Linked DNA regions of Oryctolagus cuniculus: region 1 is linked to region 2. A link is a contact called in public Micro-C data. All regions are on one chromosome and are shown on one strand. The core of a region is the stretch at or near the end of the contact, and the rest is flanking DNA. Distances in the headings are between cores, read along the strand shown. Region 1 holds the start of LOC100353466 (zinc finger protein 182). Region 2 holds the start of ZNF81 (zinc finger protein 81).

The links. A called contact is a pair of places that touch in the nucleus more often than the background predicts.
Region 1: a Micro-C map of ear pinna shows a contact between it and region 2, with 11 times the contacts expected there. The contact joins the promoter of LOC100353466 here to the promoter of ZNF81 in region 2. A contact is called at or near these places in 3 of 6 Hi-C or Micro-C datasets (ear pinna, psoas muscle and an unstated tissue).

The regions. Positions count from the first base shown.
Region 1 is chrX:33,570,357-33,574,278 of mOryCun1.1, forward strand. It overlaps LOC100353466 (zinc finger protein 182), which reads right to left and starts at 1,347. Exons shown (of 6, transcript XM_070066994.1): 1 at 1,170-1,347; 2 at 781-953. It overlaps LOC100342234 (sperm acrosome-associated protein 5), which reads left to right and starts at 1,541. Exons shown (of 5, transcript XM_008272567.4): 1 at 1,541-1,851; 2 at 3,081-3,167; 3 at 3,574-3,732. The coding sequence starts at 3,113.
Region 2 is chrX:33,429,277-33,433,223 of mOryCun1.1, forward strand. ZNF81 (zinc finger protein 81) reads left to right here and starts at 1,812. Exons shown (of 5, transcript XM_008272556.4): 1 at 1,812-1,946.

The DNA of each region.
Region 1 (3,922 bases), core at 97-2,596, 140 kb after region 2:
ACCCCATTAGGCTTTCAGTGCCTAGAATCACCTGCCTAGAATCCCCCTCGCACCAGCTGGTCACGAGGCTGCTCTGTGAAAGTTTGGGCAACCACATGGTGTTAACAACCACCCGTGAATTCATTACTGTTTTTCCTCGTGTGCACATTGAAAACACAAGGATATACATGCTGTGTATATAGTGCTAACCCAGAAATTGTGCTTCTAGTGACTTCCTTTAATAACTTATCACGACGTATAATTTCTCTGTAAACACCTTCATTTCAGCACTGATTTCAATAATGCAAAAACTTAAACGATCCCGTATGATCCACAATGAGGGATTAATAAAGAAACTAAGCGATAAAATGTTATACAGCTCTTAAAGATGTTACATGAAACCACGCACTTATCCATGTACTTTTGTTGTCCATGTATTTCAACGAAAAGTTTAAAAATATTATAGAAAAATATTAAGCTGAATTAAACTTCTAAACAAAGGTCATAAAACCTCAAGAATCCATTTTAAAACGATATGCTAAATGTTTTAAAAGGCGTACCCCTATACACATTTTTTTAAAAGAGTCTAAGAATGGACATTTTAATCAGTTCCCTTCCATTTTCTGATTAATCTATAACTCCAGTGTTACTTATTAGACGCCAAAATAGGGAACATTAAAACTGTCGTCTCAATGAATGAGGCTATCCCCCTGCCGTCTACCAACAGGCACCGCCCACCCCTCCCGGCCCCAAACTCTGGGCGAGGCCCGTGGTCAGGTGCCTCTTCTTCCTTCTCCTCACCTCACTGGGGCCGTCTGGCCCAGGAGCGGATTGACTTCAGCTGGAACATTCACAGGACGCCCCTAATCAGGCTTCAGCCCGGGGAAGAGGGACAGAGGGGCAGAGGGAGAGGCGGGGCTCATCTAAAGAGGGGCCTCGGGGATGCGCGTGGACCCTTTGTGCAGGTCACGGGGCTGGAAAATGTGTGAAAGTCAAAGCTCCATGAGTCCTACCCATTCCTGATTTGCGCCATAACTTTGTCCAGCAAAGGTCCCCAGACTCTCATGCACTAACCTCTCGGGCCCCTAATTGCTCAACCCTCAAACCCCCACATCAATGACCCTCACACACTCCCGTTCACCCAACCCACAAAACTCCCCATCACTCAGCCCACAGCCCCCAAGACTTGCCCTTTCAACCTCACTCTTTCTCGAGAACAGATTTTTCTGCTCGCTGCTGAGAAGACCGTTACAAGAACTGGCCCAGACAAGCACTTCCGCTTCTAAACCTATTCCAGCACCGCCGATAAAAATGCAGCGGCCGCCGGTTCTGCGCACGCTCAGTAGTGCCTTTGAGGCCGCGTCCGCCAATAGTCAACATGGGGCCGCAAAGGTGAGCGGGCCGTGGCGCAAGCGCAGAGCAAAGATATCCGCGCCAGTGACGTCACTGTTGGGAGCCGAAATGATGGTAACTTCTGTTTCTGCCGCTAGAGGGCGACTGTGCTAAGCAGGTATTCACTTTGCTCTCCAGAAACCAGCGTTTCTAAGACTTCCGACTTCCATTTCTCTTGGAATAGTGGAGCGGGGAGAGAAAAATGCCCAATGAAGGAAAAGAGTGTAGCAAGCGGCAATTTCGAGTCTTGAACTTGGAAAGCAGCAATGGGGTTGCAAGTGTAGTTGAATGAGAAGACGGGATGCATGGCAGAATTGCTGTGTGTGCAAAGACTAGGAGGTAGGGAAGGGCCAGGGCTCCATCCAGTGGCTAGGGCTGGGAATTTACCTTCTAACTTTTGAAGGACGTTAAGTCGGTTTGCAAACAAGAAGCTAAAGAATAAATAAACGACGAAGTGGAACACACACCGGCGGCAAGGAGGTGGGTGTTAAGTAGTGACTGCCATGTTGCTTTCTCTAGATGGGCAAAGATAAGACAATATCAATGTATTGGGTTGTAGAAGTGTGGGCGGGAGCCAGGTGATGTAGGGTCACCTCTGCCAGAAAGAGAGCTCATATTTCATTCTGGCCATATGGGAAGCCAGGAGAGGGATATTTTTAAAGAACTAATGTGAAGCAAACTAGAATTATATATTAATGTTAAAATACATGCATATTTAACTCATTTGTTTATTGTCTGTCTTGTCCCCATTAAAATATGACCTCTACAGGGATTTGATTAAGCACCTCCTGTGTGCCAGGTAGTATCTTAGATACTTAGGAATATAGCAAAGAAGAAAGCAGACCCAAACAAACATGATGGAGACATCCTGAGTTCAAACCCCTAACCTACCAGCTGTGCAATTTAGGGCACAACTAATCTTCTCTGTGCAAAGTTTCCTCACCTATAAGATAAGGATGATAGAGTCCACATGTCATTAAAACAGCCATAACAAGGGAGTAGATCATTGTAAAGGATTTAGAACAATGGCTGGCACATAGCAGGTGTTATGTAAGTGTTGATTGTGATTCTTACTAAAATTAGATGCTTGCATTATTTATAAATTTCCCAGTTTCAAGTATTCTGTTATAGCAGCACAAATGAACTAAGAAGATGAAAAATGGAAGTAATGAGGAGGCGAGGGTAAGGCCACAGTGCTCATATTTTGTAGAGCAGGAGGAAACAGAGGTGGTAGTATGCACAATGTAGTGGGCAGCACTGAGCACTCAGCATATAGGGGGAATGCAGGCAATGAGGGGCAGAGTCATTGGGAACAGATGTAACTGAGTGGTAGGGCATGATTACTATCTGTCCTTTACGCGTCCCTAGCCCCTCTGTCCCCATATCTCTTTGACACTTCTGGGTTTCTTCCTGTTTCTGTCTCCTTCCATCTATGTGTATATGTCTACATCTTTTTATTTCCTTGTGTATGTCTGTTGGTCTTTAACAGTGCTGACACTGGAAAGTTGTAAGGTGTCCAGACCTCTGTGTTCCAGAATCCATCACTTAAAATAGGGCTCATAGAGCCCAGAGTTCTAGAACGTCCCTAACTCTGAACACTGTAGGGTGAGTCTGGCCAAGGAGATAGTTAAGGAGGCTTGTGAGTATCATAATGCAGGCCTGGAGCTTTGTGGTGTTAACCTTGGCCACACTGATGATTTCTACTGTAGATGCCAAGATCTATGAACGCTGTGAGCTGGGAATGAAGCTGCAGAAAGCAGGCCTCGATGGCTACAGGGGCTACAGCATTGGAGACTGTGAGATTCCCATTACCCCAGGCCCTACCCACACCCCAAGCCACTGACTAGCCCCAGCCCCAGCCCCCCTACCTTGTCATTTATCCTCTCTGGGCCAGGGCATGGCCCTCTCAGGAACTCCCTATAGTGAGTGTTCTCACTCTAGTTAGCACCATTCTTGCCTTGACAATCATTACCTCCATCTCCACCAACACCATCACCATCATCTATAGCATCACTGCTAATACTATAATGAATACCATCACCATGCCCATCCCTAATACCTCGCCAGAATCACCAACATAAACACTACCACCAAACCACGATCATCACCCTCACAGCTCCCTCCCATCCTCATTCCCCTCATCCTAGCATCTCCTATTCCTAGACCCTAATCCTACCTCCTACCTCTCTTCTTCTTGCCCAGGGCTGTGCATGGCACACTATGAGAGTGGTTATGACACCTCTTTCGTGGACCACAATCCTGATGGTAGCAGTGAATATGGGATTTTCCAGCTGAATTCTGCCTGGTGGTGTAACAACGGCATCACACCCACCGAGAACCTCTGCCACATGGAATGTCGTGGTAAGGCAGCACTAGGGACACACTGAAAACTTGCTTGTCCCCATTCCTCCACATACAGAGAACAAGGTTATCTAAGCCATCATTTCCTTCCACAAGAGATAAAAAAATATTATGGGGAAAACAGGAAAGTTGTCTGGGCTGTTAGAGATACCATCCTGCACCCTTACCCAGATTACACTGGGAGGCTGTA
Region 2 (3,947 bases), core at 562-3,061:
AAGATCTCTCCCCCTCCCTCGCTATAGTTCTGATAAATAAATACATACACACATAAAAATATTTTTAAAAAGAGTGAATGCGAAATTATTTTCTCAAGTGGTTTCATTGACTTATATTTCTTCAGCAGAACAAGAAGATCCTGTGGGTCGGTCACATAACATCCAACTCTTGGTATTGTCAGGTTTCCGCACTTATTCAAACAGCATCGCATTATATCTTGACTTGTATTTTTTTCTGATCACTAATGTCTTTGAGCATCTCTTTATATGTTTATTGGCTCTATTTCCTTCTCCTGTAAATTGGTCTAACAGACTTTTTTTAAAAAAACAAAAACATGCCCATAATACTATTCTTCCACCCAACAACATTAGGGATGATTCTTGGCACTCAAAGAGAAGTATATTTGTGACAAATGTGCTTCCACTGATTCCATTTCTGCTTTCTTTTATTTATTCTACAAACACCCACACTAGGGATGCAGGGGCAGAAAGAGAATCCGGGATAATCAGAGAGTCCACTCCTTCTCAAAGTAAAAAAGAAATCAGACTACACACCATCTGCCCTGTTATTCAACAGGCTGGAAGAACAGGTACCGATAAAGCCAGACACAAAGCTAACAGGAAACATTACTTCTCCTAAGGATATGCTATGTTCTAATGCCATAAAGTACCAGGACACTGAGTGAGCACTGCTCAGAGAAGGGGTTCTTTATGGCGTTACACTAGTCAACGAAAAAGTTTTTTCTCTTTAATCATAGACTACCAGACACTTTGCTGTTTAACATTATACACCTAAGAATGAAACACTTGACTCTTACGGGAGATTCTAAGTCACTTAGATACAGGAAAGCAAGCCCGGTTCAGAGCTTCGGATAGAGGATATCTGGACACAGTGTTCGACATGATCCCTTGGCCAACTGTGGGTTCGCTTCTGGTGCAGACCCGAGATTGACCCTCTGGCAAATCCCTGCTTTGTTTTGAGCTCACCAAAACACTACATCATTGAATTCTCTGAAATTCCCCCATTCCTCAAAATCCTGTAAGAAAACTACCTTTTCCTGTGTTTAGTGAGTCTATTTTGCACCTCAGTAAATTTACTTTTAAATTCCACTTTCCAGGAAGTTTTCGCAGTACCTAGGTCCTTTTCCCACTGGAAGCTTCAGAAAGACTTTCGCAGAGAGCCAGATCGGAAGTGGAGCAGCCGGGACTCGAACTGGCTGTAAAGGATGCCGGCACTTTAGGCTATGGCTTTACCTACTACGCCACAGCGGCGGCCCCTCCCCCGCAGTGTATCTCACAAGGGCTCACACAGCCCTGATTCCCCCCCCCCTTCTTCTTTCATAGTATGCTCCAGGAAACAGCCTGACTCCCCCCTTCTCACCCCATGGTATCTGCCAGGAAATAGCCGCAGGCGCCCCTGCGTCTTTCCAAAAGGCTATGGAGCTTCTCTGAACCAAATTACACAAAACAGATCCCCATCCTCCAGCAAGCCGGTCCGGAGAAATGCCCCCGCCCCTCCCCACTCTCTACCGCCAGCGGGACAGCTCCACCCCTCTACTCCCAGAGTTTAGAGGAGTCCTCATCCCCGGTACGGAATGGACACTCCTCCAACATGGCGTATCCCATAGGGAATCGGGAACTGGGCGCAGCCATGTTCCCCGCCTGACAATGCTGCCGAGGGACAATGAGCACCCTGAACCAAAAGCATAGATACCGTAACACCTCCATGTTGACTCTTGGCTAGCAGAGGCTTCGTAAGTGGTATTGCGCATGCGTGGGTCCTCCCCCCACCTCCCCCCCTTCCCTCATCTCCCCCGCCCGGTGATAAGCCCCCAACCCGAGAAGGGGTGGTGCTAGAGGTGGTGACCGGAAGCGGCTGCGGTTCTCAGCCTCGGTTTAATAGTTGTCAAGAGGATTCAAGGCTCAATGACGGGCGGCCTGGGAGGGTGAGTGCTGGGGGATTCTGTGTGGTCAGTGATGGAATCGTTCGTCTAACTTGAGTTGGATGATTCTCTCATTATTTTGCTGGCTTTTTTTTTTTTTTCTCATTTCAATGTTAAGGTCTTAAAGTTCACTCTAAGACCCACTGGGTTTGATGCATTACGTTTTAAGGGTGGTTTCTTTTTTTAAAGAAATTTGTCATTTACCCAGCAGTTATTTAGAAGTGCGTTTTCAGTTTCCAAAAGTTTACCTTTTTAGTGGATTTCTATCCGTAGCTTTCTGTGTCAGGAAAATGTCTACAATGAAGCTCATTCCTTGAAAGATGAAGATACTTATGGCCTAGTCCGTTGTGAATTTTTTGAAATGCCCTGTGTATAACTCGAAAATAATACCTAATTATCTGGTTGTCATACAAAAATTTGGTCCTCTTTTTGTCTTCTCCTTCTATTACTGAGAGAGAAAACAGACATTCTCCACTGTGATGGTGATTTGTTCATTTCTCTTAACTACTGTCAGTGATCTGTTGTGAGTTAATTTTTGTATAAAGTGCGACATTAGATCAAAGTGTGTTTATTCACATATGGATGCCCAGTTGCTCCAGCAGCTTTTTGAAAAGCCTATTCTTCCATTGATATATTTTTCACCTTAGTCAAAAAATAAATTGGCTGTAGTTGTGAGGGGGTTCAGAGTTGTCTATTCTGTTCCATTGATCCATGTGCTATCCCTCTGCCTGGAGTGCCACACTACCTAGATTACAATAATTGTACAAGTCTTAAAATCGGGTAAAGTGATTCCTCCCACTTTATTCTATTTCAAAATGGTTTTAGCACTTCCACTTCCTTTGCTTTTCCATATACAGTTCAGAGTAATTTTGTTTTTATCTGCAAAACATCTTGCTTGGATTTTGATAAGAATTGTGTTAAACCTCTACTGGTATTAACATCTTGGGAAGAATTTACACCTTAACTATGTCAAGTCTTTTAATCTATGTACACAGTATGCATGTCTATTAAGATCTTTGATTTCTTTCATAGCTTGTAATTTTCAGCATACAAGTTCTCCACATGTTTTGTTAAGTTCCTACCTAAGTACTTAATTTTTTTTGGAATGGTTGTAAATGACCTTGTCTTTTAAATTTTGGTTTCCACATGTTTGCTGCTTTTGTACAGGAATATAGTTGAGTATTTTTTAAAAAGATTTTATTTATTTATTTGAAAGGCAGAAATACAGAGAGAGAGATCAATCTTCCATCTGCTGGTTCACTCTCCAAATGGCCACAACAGCCAGGGCTGAGCTAGACCAAAGCCAGGAGCCAGGAGCCAGGAGCCAGGAGCCAGGAGCTTCTTCCGCATCTCCCATGCGAGTGCAGGAGCCCAAGCACTTGGGCCACCCTCCGCTGCTGCTTTCTCAAGCACATTAACAGGGAGCTGGATCAGAAATGGAACACTTGGAACTCGAACCGGCACCCATATGGGATGCTGACACTGCAGGCAGAAGCTTAACCTTCTATGCTACAGTGCCAGCTCCTACAGATGAATATTTTGTGTTGATCTCTTATCTACAATTTTGCTCAATTCAATTATTTGTTTTAAACATCTTTTTTTTTTGGTAGATGTTTTGTTTCTGTTTTCATGAACAAGCATGTCATATACAAATAAATGGGCAGTTTTATTTCTTCCTCTCCAATCTCTGTGCACTTTTTTATTGTTTCGTTATGCTGGCTAGAACTTCCAGTACAGATCAAGTATCCCGTATCCAAAATGCTTGGGAATGGAAGTGTTCCAGATTTTGGAATTTTTCTGATTTGGGAATACATATATATATATATGTACATGTACATATATATATATATATAAAATAAGATATGTTGGAGGAAGGACCCAAGTCTAAACATAAAATTCATTTATATTTCATATCCAACATATACAGTTAGACTAAAGATAATTTTACACAATATTTTTAGTGCACCTGCATTTTTTTTTTTTTTTGACAGGCAGAGTGGACAG